Linked DNA regions of Sus scrofa: region 2 is linked to region 1. The links are chromatin contacts, called in public Hi-C maps. All regions are on one chromosome and are shown on one strand. Each heading gives the region's core, a stretch centred on a gene start, on an enhancer-like site or on the middle of the called end of the contact. The rest is flanking DNA. Distances are from core to core; before and after follow the strand shown. Region 1 holds the start of RAB13 (ras-related protein Rab-13). Region 2 has its middle 31 kb from the start of SLC27A3.

The links. A called contact is a pair of places that touch in the nucleus more often than the background predicts.
Region 2: a contact with region 1 is called in a Hi-C map of subcutaneous adipose tissue, with 3 times the contacts expected there. The contact joins the enhancer-like site here to the promoter of RAB13 in region 1. A contact is called at or near these places in 4 of 5 promoter capture datasets (fetal liver, fetal skeletal muscle, liver and 1 more), 33 of 47 Hi-C or Micro-C datasets (adipose tissue, alveolar macrophages, blood and 16 more) and 2 of 2 datasets of contacts at active chromatin or transcription factors (alveolar macrophages and skeletal muscle).

The regions. Positions count from the first base shown.
Region 1 is chr4:95,703,519-95,707,621 of Sscrofa11.1, forward strand. RAB13 (ras-related protein Rab-13) reads left to right here and starts at 1,575. Exons shown (of 8, transcript XM_013997080.2): 1 at 1,575-1,835; 2 at 3,164-3,224. The coding sequence starts at 1,712.
Region 2 is chr4:95,870,802-95,874,929 of Sscrofa11.1, forward strand. No RefSeq gene overlaps it. Among named protein-coding and RNA genes, the nearest start is that of SLC27A3, 31 kb to the right of the region's middle. Within about 2 kb of position 2,785, at least 24 of the 83 cell types and tissues checked have an H3K27ac peak or open chromatin away from gene starts, as enhancers often do. A contact at or near this core is called in adipose tissue, alveolar macrophages, omental adipose tissue and 2 more, where this site is marked.

The DNA of each region.
Region 1 (4,103 bases), core at 325-2,824:
GTACTATGAAGATGGGGTTCCAGTGAAAGCGTGTATGCACCAGATTAAATACAATTTAGAGAGGTGAACAAGAATAAGATATTGGCGGGGATGAAAAGTTCAGATCCAGACAAAATAAAATTAAACAAAAATGAACTGATAGAGGAGTTCCCACTGTGGCTCAGTGGGTTAAGAACGAACTAGTATCCATGAGGATGCAAGGTCCATCCCTGGCCCTGGTCAGTGGGTTGAGGATCCAGCTTTGCCATGAGCTGTGGTGTAGGTTGCAGACAAAGCTTGGATCTGGCATTGCTGTGGCTGTGGTGTTAGCCGGCAGCTGCAGCTCTGATATGACCCCTAGCCTGGGAACCATTTGCCATGAGTGCAGCCCTAAAAAGACAAAACAAAGAAACAAAACAAAAAGAACTGATGGATTTTCAGAACAGTACATGAAAACTGAAGAATCGTTTAAAGGACCAAGGAGAGATAATTTGACCAGAGAAGAGAAGTAAAGAACACTCAAGCTTTGTCATGAAGCTTGAAGACATAATGGATGATGGGATAAAGGACAAATGGGGACTGAATAATTGTATTTGAGAAGGGACAAGCATCGGCACAGAAGGTGACAGGAATAAGTGACAAAGATGCCCTCTCAACCAGTGCATCGTACAAGAACTATTCTACCGACCCACTGTAAGAAAAGCAGATATTTTGAAGAATTTTTTCCAAAGGCAAAGATAAACTAGTTTCTTTATAGCCATGTTCTCTGCATTTCAGCTTCCAGGTTGCCAAGGCTACACATTCACAGTCTGTTCAGTGAGGTGTTAGGAGTATTGCCTCAGGGCTGTGTTAAAAGATCCACATTCATCAAAAGAATGAGGCCAGAGACTTGTGGTCTCCATCTCTGTCTTCTTGAGCTGGCTTCTCAGAGAATTCACACACAGGGTCCCAGAAGGAAGACTGTTCAAAATGAAGCTCCAGAATGTATCTAGGTGAAGGGTGCGGGTGCACGCAGCTAGGGATGGAGGTGATGGTGGAAGCGGGGTGGGGGTGGGGGACTGATTCGATGGTACTGTTAATTTCAATTTTTCACTCTGTGCCACCAGGGGGCAGACTGACTCAACAAATAGCCACCTACTCCAAGCATCCCGCTTTTTTCAAATGAAGTTGGGATTCTGAAACTAAGGGCTTGGAACAATAACACCAGAATTCTAGAACTGCCCCTTCTAGAAAATAGAACGGTTCTATTTTCCTTGAGTCGCCCCTCCAAAAATCCCCAATTTTTGCCAACTCCCAGCGTTATCCTAGCCTTCACCCTTATTCCCCCAAACATTCCCTTTCCTTCCTCTTCCCCTGGTCATTTTGATTACATCTCTACTTTACTTCCCCCTAGCCTTCCTGGCCTCAGTCTAGAAGAATGAAGTCAAAAGAGGGGAACGATGGCAAGCCAAAAGCTGGAGGAATCGATTAGAGAAACAGGCCAACGTTGCTCCAGAAGGGAAAGCCTGGAGAGCTGAAGGTTGGGCTGGCTTCCTCGGCCCGCAGAAAGGGGTGGGCGGGCAGGGGGTGGGGCCCAGAGGAGGGCCGCCTCTCCTTTTTCCCGGAGCCTGGGCGGAGAGGGAGGAAAACTTCCTGGCCTGGGCTCCCGGCCGCTCAGTCGGCCACCCCTCCAATCCCGCCTCCCGGTGCCCGGCGCTTCCCCACCCCTCCCCCGGCACCCCCAGTGTCCGCCATGGCCAAAGCCTACGACCACCTCTTCAAGTTGCTGCTGATCGGGGACTCGGGGGTGGGCAAGACTTGTCTGATCATTCGCTTTGCAGAGGACAACTTCAACAACACATACATCTCCACCATCGGTGAGCCCACTGGCGATACCCTAGATCCCGACTCCCCCCGGGGCCCTCATCTTCAGGCTCTGGGGTTACTAGTGGCCCACAACTGCCTCCTTAGAGTCAGGCTTCTAAACTCCAGCCCCTCAACCCCTGTCTCAGACCCGTCCCCCTTATGCGTCTCTGGATGGCACCCGGACCTCTAACCTCTCTGAGACCTCCAGATAACTGCTCGGTGGTGCCAATCCCTGGTTTTCTTGGTGCCACCTGTCTCCCTTGCCTTCCCAAATCCACACGAAGGCCATTTTTCTCTCAGCTCCTGTTCCCCACCCCCACCCACCTAGAACTCTTGACCCCTCTCCATGTTTCCTGTATACACTCTCCTTGAACATCTGGCTCCCAGTTCTGCTAACCTCTTTCCGTCCTCCTGAGTGGCACACTCTCCCAATTGCATCCCCATCTTACGGTCTACTTTCCACCCTCCCTGCCTCTCAACTTAGTAGGGGGTTGGGGAGGATGGAACGGAGTGGCCGGGTGTGCTGGAAAGTGGCCCAAGGACTGTGATCATGAATATCCAATCAGCCTGGTGAGGAAGGTGGGAGTGAGGGGACTTTTGGGGTCTCTGAGTCAGCCTGGTGACTCAGCCTCCTCCCTGGAGCTCCCAACAGGCTTGGGGGAGGTGCACAAGTTTGCCCTAAGGACACTGTTTCCCCCCTCCCCTCTCCTGGTTCTGGATCTCTGGCCTGGGAAATAAGACAAGGAGAGTCTCAAGATAATCCTGGTTAGAAAGGGGAGGGGAAAATGCCCCTCTCTCCTAAGTCAGTCTCTGAGGGAATCTTGTTTAGCCCCAAGCTTTCTCGGTTGCAAATTTGGTTTAGGAGTTAATTCGCATAGATTGGCATCAGCTACCTTTTTTCTCGCTCTTTACCCTTAGGGCCAGGAGGGTAGGTGGGAGAACCAAGAGTAGAGGGTTCTAAGAAAACAGAGGAAAAATCTGAAAGTAATATTTTGGAGGAGACAAATTGAATTAAGACAGTTGTCAGCTGACATGGCTGAGTGGACCCAAGAAGTGCCTTAAACGCCTTAAGACTCCCAGCAGAATTTTCATCGCCTTCCCCCACAAAATCCATAAAATCAATGTGCTTTACTTTTGATTGTAAAAACAGTATGTTTGCTCTACACATACAGCTTTGAGAAAATCCTCCTCGTTTTGCACTGCCTCCAAGATTGCTTCCCAAGTGCCTCCCTGCAGAATTGCTGGCACTGCTCCTGCTCGATTCCTGTCTATCTCACCACACACTTTGACGTGCATATACATTCATGTCTCAATTTCAGTGTATATTCTCCACCCTTAGGAATTGATTTCAAGATTCGCACTGTGGATATAGAGGGGAAAAAGATCAAACTGCAAGTCTGGTGAGTGAACCTCCCACAGGATTTCTTTTCTTCTTCTTCTTTTTTTTTTTTTTTTTTTTTGTATTTTTAGGGCTGCGCCCTCTGCATATGGAGGTTCCCAGGCTAGGGTTGAACTGGAGATGTAGCCGAGGGCCTACACCACAGCCACAGCAACCGCAGGATCCAAGCTACATCTTAGACCACAGGTCACAGCAATGCCGGATCCTTAACCCACTGAGCAAGGCCAGGGATTGAACTGCGTCCTCAAGGATGCTAATCAGATTCATTTCCGCTGAGCCATAACAGGAACTCCAAACCACCCCCCTCCCCAGGATTTCTAAACCAGACTTCCTCATTTACCTTTTATAACCATTTCCCTTCTAGTTTGCCTCTTTTCGCTCCCTTTCCCCATGGCTGCTTCCAGCACTTTTTAAAATCCATTTCTGGGAGTTCCCGTCGTGGCGCAGTGGTTAACGAATCTGGCTATGAACTAAGAATGTGGGTTCGATCCCTGGCCTTGCTCAGTGGGTTAAGGATCCAGTGTTGCTGTGAGCTGAGGTGTGGGCCGGTGGCTACAGCTCCAATTTGACCCCTAGCCTGGGAACCTCCATATGCCACGGTAAGCGGCCCTAGAAAAGGCAAAAAGACAAACAAACAAACAAAAAATCCATTTCTGGGAGTTCCCGCCATGGCCTAGTGGTAAGGAATCCAATTAGTACCCATGAGGACGGGGGTTCCATAGTAGGCTTAATGGAGGCATTATGATACAGTAGATAAGAGCAGAATGTGTGGTTCAATCCTGGTTCTGCTACAGAATGACCATCATTAGTTATTTGGCCTCCCTGAGTCTGTTTCCTCATTTGTAAAGTAGAGACAATGAAACACATCTGGCAAGGATAA
Region 2 (4,128 bases), core at 1,535-4,034, 170 kb after region 1:
TGGCAGGCTCCAGGTTGGAGAAGACATGCTCAAAGGTCCCTTTCCCCACAGCCTCTTAGAGCTCTGGGCCAGCTGGCTCTGAAGAAGAGCAGTTTGGCAACTAGCATTCCTCTTCCTCACTACAAACATACCAGCCCCCACAAAATGGGCACGAAGCCCCAGCTGGACCTCCAGAGAGCAGGGAAGGGGGCTACGGAAGTTGGAGCCAGAATGAGAAAGGCTGAGGGTAAGGAAGGAGCTGATGAGCAGAAGGAAGTACCAGAAGGCCACAGACCCAGAGTCCTGGTCAGGCCCGGGAGGTCACTAAGAATGAGAGGGACTCGCCCAGGAACACTCCCAGTCAGGGGCAGAAGTGGGTTGGGGCCAGGGACTTCTGTCCACCCATCTACACTCACCTCCCACAGGCTGGAGGTGCAGCACATAGCTGATGATGTTCTCAGGACACTTGGATGGCAGAAGGGGAGAGAGCCACTGCCTGCAGACCCTTGGAGGCAGGGGGTGGCTCAAGGTCTCCTGTCACAGCCAGGCGGGCACTAGCCTGGTTGGAGCCTGCACTGTTCTCTGCCACACATTGGTAGATGGCCTCATCCTTGGCTGAGATCCCTGCCAGCATCAGTGTGCTAGGAAAAAACAAACACAGGCACTGGAGGGATAGTCTTCCTGCCAAGTCTCCTGCCCCAGTGGGGTGGCAAGACCCACAGACCTGACCAGAGACAGAAGGACACCAGCTGTGCGTAGGCATTGATTATATGGAACGGGCAGGGCAGAGCCTTCTGTGAGTGGGGGGTACTTGCAGGGGGGTTGTGTGGTTTGTGAAGAGCAAGTGTAGGTATTGTATGTAGGTGTATTGTATGGGGGCAGGTGAGGGGACCTCGGCGGTCAGGCAGGGTGGAGGAGTGGGACAGGGGTACCTCGGTAGCTGTTGTTGTGGGTCAGCTGAAGGTTATCCCCAGGACTCCGCCCCTTTCCATTCTTCAACCAGACCAACGGGGGCTCTGGGACGCCTTGGGCCACGCAGGTGAAGATGGCACTGTTGCCTGGAGGCTTGGACAAGGACTGTGGCCACTGGACAAACTCAGGGGGAGCTGGGCAGGCAATGGCAGGTGGAAGGTGCCATGAGGTCCAGCCTCTTGTCCTCTTCCTGTCCCTCTTCCCAACCAGGTTCCCTTGGGGGGATGGGGTGCCCCGGGACTCTCTCCAGCCAGCCCTGGGGGCTCACCCTGCACAAGCAGGACACCCTGAGCTGTGTGTCAGACCCGGGTGCCTGGCCAATTGGCTGCACAGACGTAGGTGCCCCAGTGCTAAACCGACACATCAGAGATCATGGGGTTCCCAGTGCCCAGGACTTGGATGCCTTCTGATGGGGCAGCTGTCTGTGGGGAGGCCAGGGGTCAGAGCTGGGGAAAGGCAAAGGGCTGGGGGCTCTGGGAAGCAGGGCAGGGTGGCTGCGCACCCAGGCAGCGCCAGCAGACTAATGGCCATGGGTGGCCTGTGGTGATGCACTCCAGCACTGCTGTTCAGTATACCTTGAGAGTCAGGTTCTGAGGCCCAGACAGGATCTCGAGTTCCTGCAGCAGCTGTGGGGATCCCACTGCGGGGTAAAAACAGCAAGTTGAGGAATCAGGAAACAGAACTCTTCCCACTGCACCCAGGCAGGGCCAACATTTTTTTAATTTTTTAAAAATAAAATGAAAGTTTCTCAAGGACTGGTATAAAGTCTTCCACATCTTTAAGGCTCCCTCAAGGCCTAGAATACTATTTCACTCATTCATCCTGCCATCATATATTGAGGGCCTACTTTGGGCCAGGCACTCCTCAGTTTGTCTCCCATAAGCTCTAGTTCAGGCTATGGACTACCTTGGCCAAAAGGGTTGTATTCCCCCTGGTCAGACTGTTCAGTGAGCTGGTCCATATAATAACCCTTCACCTTTCCCTGGCTAAACCCTTCCACAGGCATTATACTCTGAGTGCCACATGCATCATCCCCCTGAAAAGCCTGTGAGGCCAGAGCTTTTATTTCTCCAAATTTACAGATGAGAAAGCCAAGTGCCATGGAGCTTAAGTAACTTATTCAACATCAGAGGGACTAGCAGAGGTGGGACTCAAATCTGGCACTAGACAGCTGACCGCATACCCCTCCTGCCACTGTGCACTCAGAAGTCTGGGAAATTCCGTATCCTTGCTTCCTACCCAGGGTAAGGCCTGCCCCAGAGAAGTTGCTTTAGGAATGAATGGTCGGGGGCCTCAATCTCCAGCTCCTGTCCCGGCGGAAGAGTCTATGCTGACCCTGGCCCCTTTCCGACATTTAGGCAGCCCACGAACCCTCAGTTACTGGTTGATCCTCTGCTCCCAACAGGTACCTGCCTCTTCTCATTTGCCTGAAGCTCTCTGGCCATTTATTTCCCTGCTTCCACAGGCAGCAGGATGGAGGACCTGTGCCTGCCCGATAACTTGGCACTTGGCCAGGAGCCCTGATCATCATGGAAGCCTAGCATCCTGCCCTGCCCTCCTGCTCCAGATGGTTGATGGGAACAGGAAGTAGAAGGCCAGAGGAACCCCACCCAGGCTAGGCTTTTCTCGCTACTCTCAAGGAGGGGGCCCTGATTCCCCACCCTGCTTTCGGTTTTGAGGTAGTCCAGATCAGAGACACAATAGATGCCCCCTTTCCATCTTCAGTTTAACAAGCAGCCTTTGGTGAAATTCTGTCAGAGGTTTTCAAAGTCCACGTGGAGGCACCTCAATGCTTGCCCAAGATTCACTAGTTAGCTATACCGTGGGGCCCCCTAGTGGATGATTCAGGCATGCCTTCCTCTCACATCCCCATTGGCATCTGGGCTTCAGACTCTGGCATCAGTCTTACCTCAGTTTCCTGCTAGGTGCCAATTCTTCTTAGGCTCCTCTGTGACCCTTACCTTAGGCCCCAAATTCTCCCGCCCCACTTGGTCTGCATTTGGGGTCATTTTTGATGTCTCACCTCAGGTACAAAGCTATTTTCATCCTTATCCTCAGGAGGAAACGTGCAAACGTACACACATGAACATGCAAGCAACACCCCAGCATCCACTCCCAGCTAAGACACAGAAGCCCACCACTCTACACCCATCAAGGGCCCCCACTGCTCTCTGGATCAAGTCCAAATTCCTTTTCATGAAGGGCCTCACCTACCTTACCCACACCATTTCTTTGTTACCCTGAATTCTGCCCATTCTATGGAACTGCAGCATGGAACTGCCTGCATGAACCGTGCTTTTCTCATCCTTGAACTTTTGCACAAGGCAGTGCCAGGGATGCCACCCTCCCCACCTCTCTGACCTTGACCTACCTCCCTGCTCACCCTTCAACACCCAGCTTGGTATAGCTTTCTCCCAAGGCCCCTGACCACAGCCCAAGGCTGGGTTAGAGGCGTCTGCCCTGGGTTCCCACCCCACTTCCCTCTCTATTCAGTTGCAAGCTCTGGGAAGCTATCGATGCACCCAGCCTGTTCTATCTGCTTACTGCTGTATTCCCACACCCAGCACAGTCCTCATGTACGGCCAGCGTGCAAAAGTATCTGTACCATATACAACCACATCAGCCACATCCACTCCCAGTGGCACCAGCTCTCACACCCTCCTCTCTGCCCAGTGCCCATTCTGATTCCCTAGCCCTTGCTTACCCTTCAAGGTCAGCTGAGCATCCTGGCTGTGGCAGGCATTGGCCACATTTCGTGCCATACAGCAGTAAATGCCCATGTCAGCCTGGCCCACACTGGTGATGTGGAGGATGCCACCAGGCGGCAGCAGCATCACCCTGAGGATGCAGAAGTCAGGGGTCTGTGGTTGTGTGGTGGCCCACAGCCTGCCACCCCGCCACACTCCTGGCTGGTGCTCACCGGTGATGGGCAGTACTCAAAGTGGTGCCATTGTGCTCCCAGGAAATGGCAGACTCCGGCACCCCCGGATCAGGCACTGGAAGCAGGTGGCCCCACCCCCTCCACCTCGACTGACTCTGGATGTTGGTGGAAGCGTGACAGACCTAGGGCACAGGAATAACCTAAGCACCTAGAGAGCCGCCCCAGGCTCTGCCACCAACAATTCTGTCCCAGAGCCCCAGCTCCCGCTCTGTGCCCATGGCTGCCACTTCCTACTG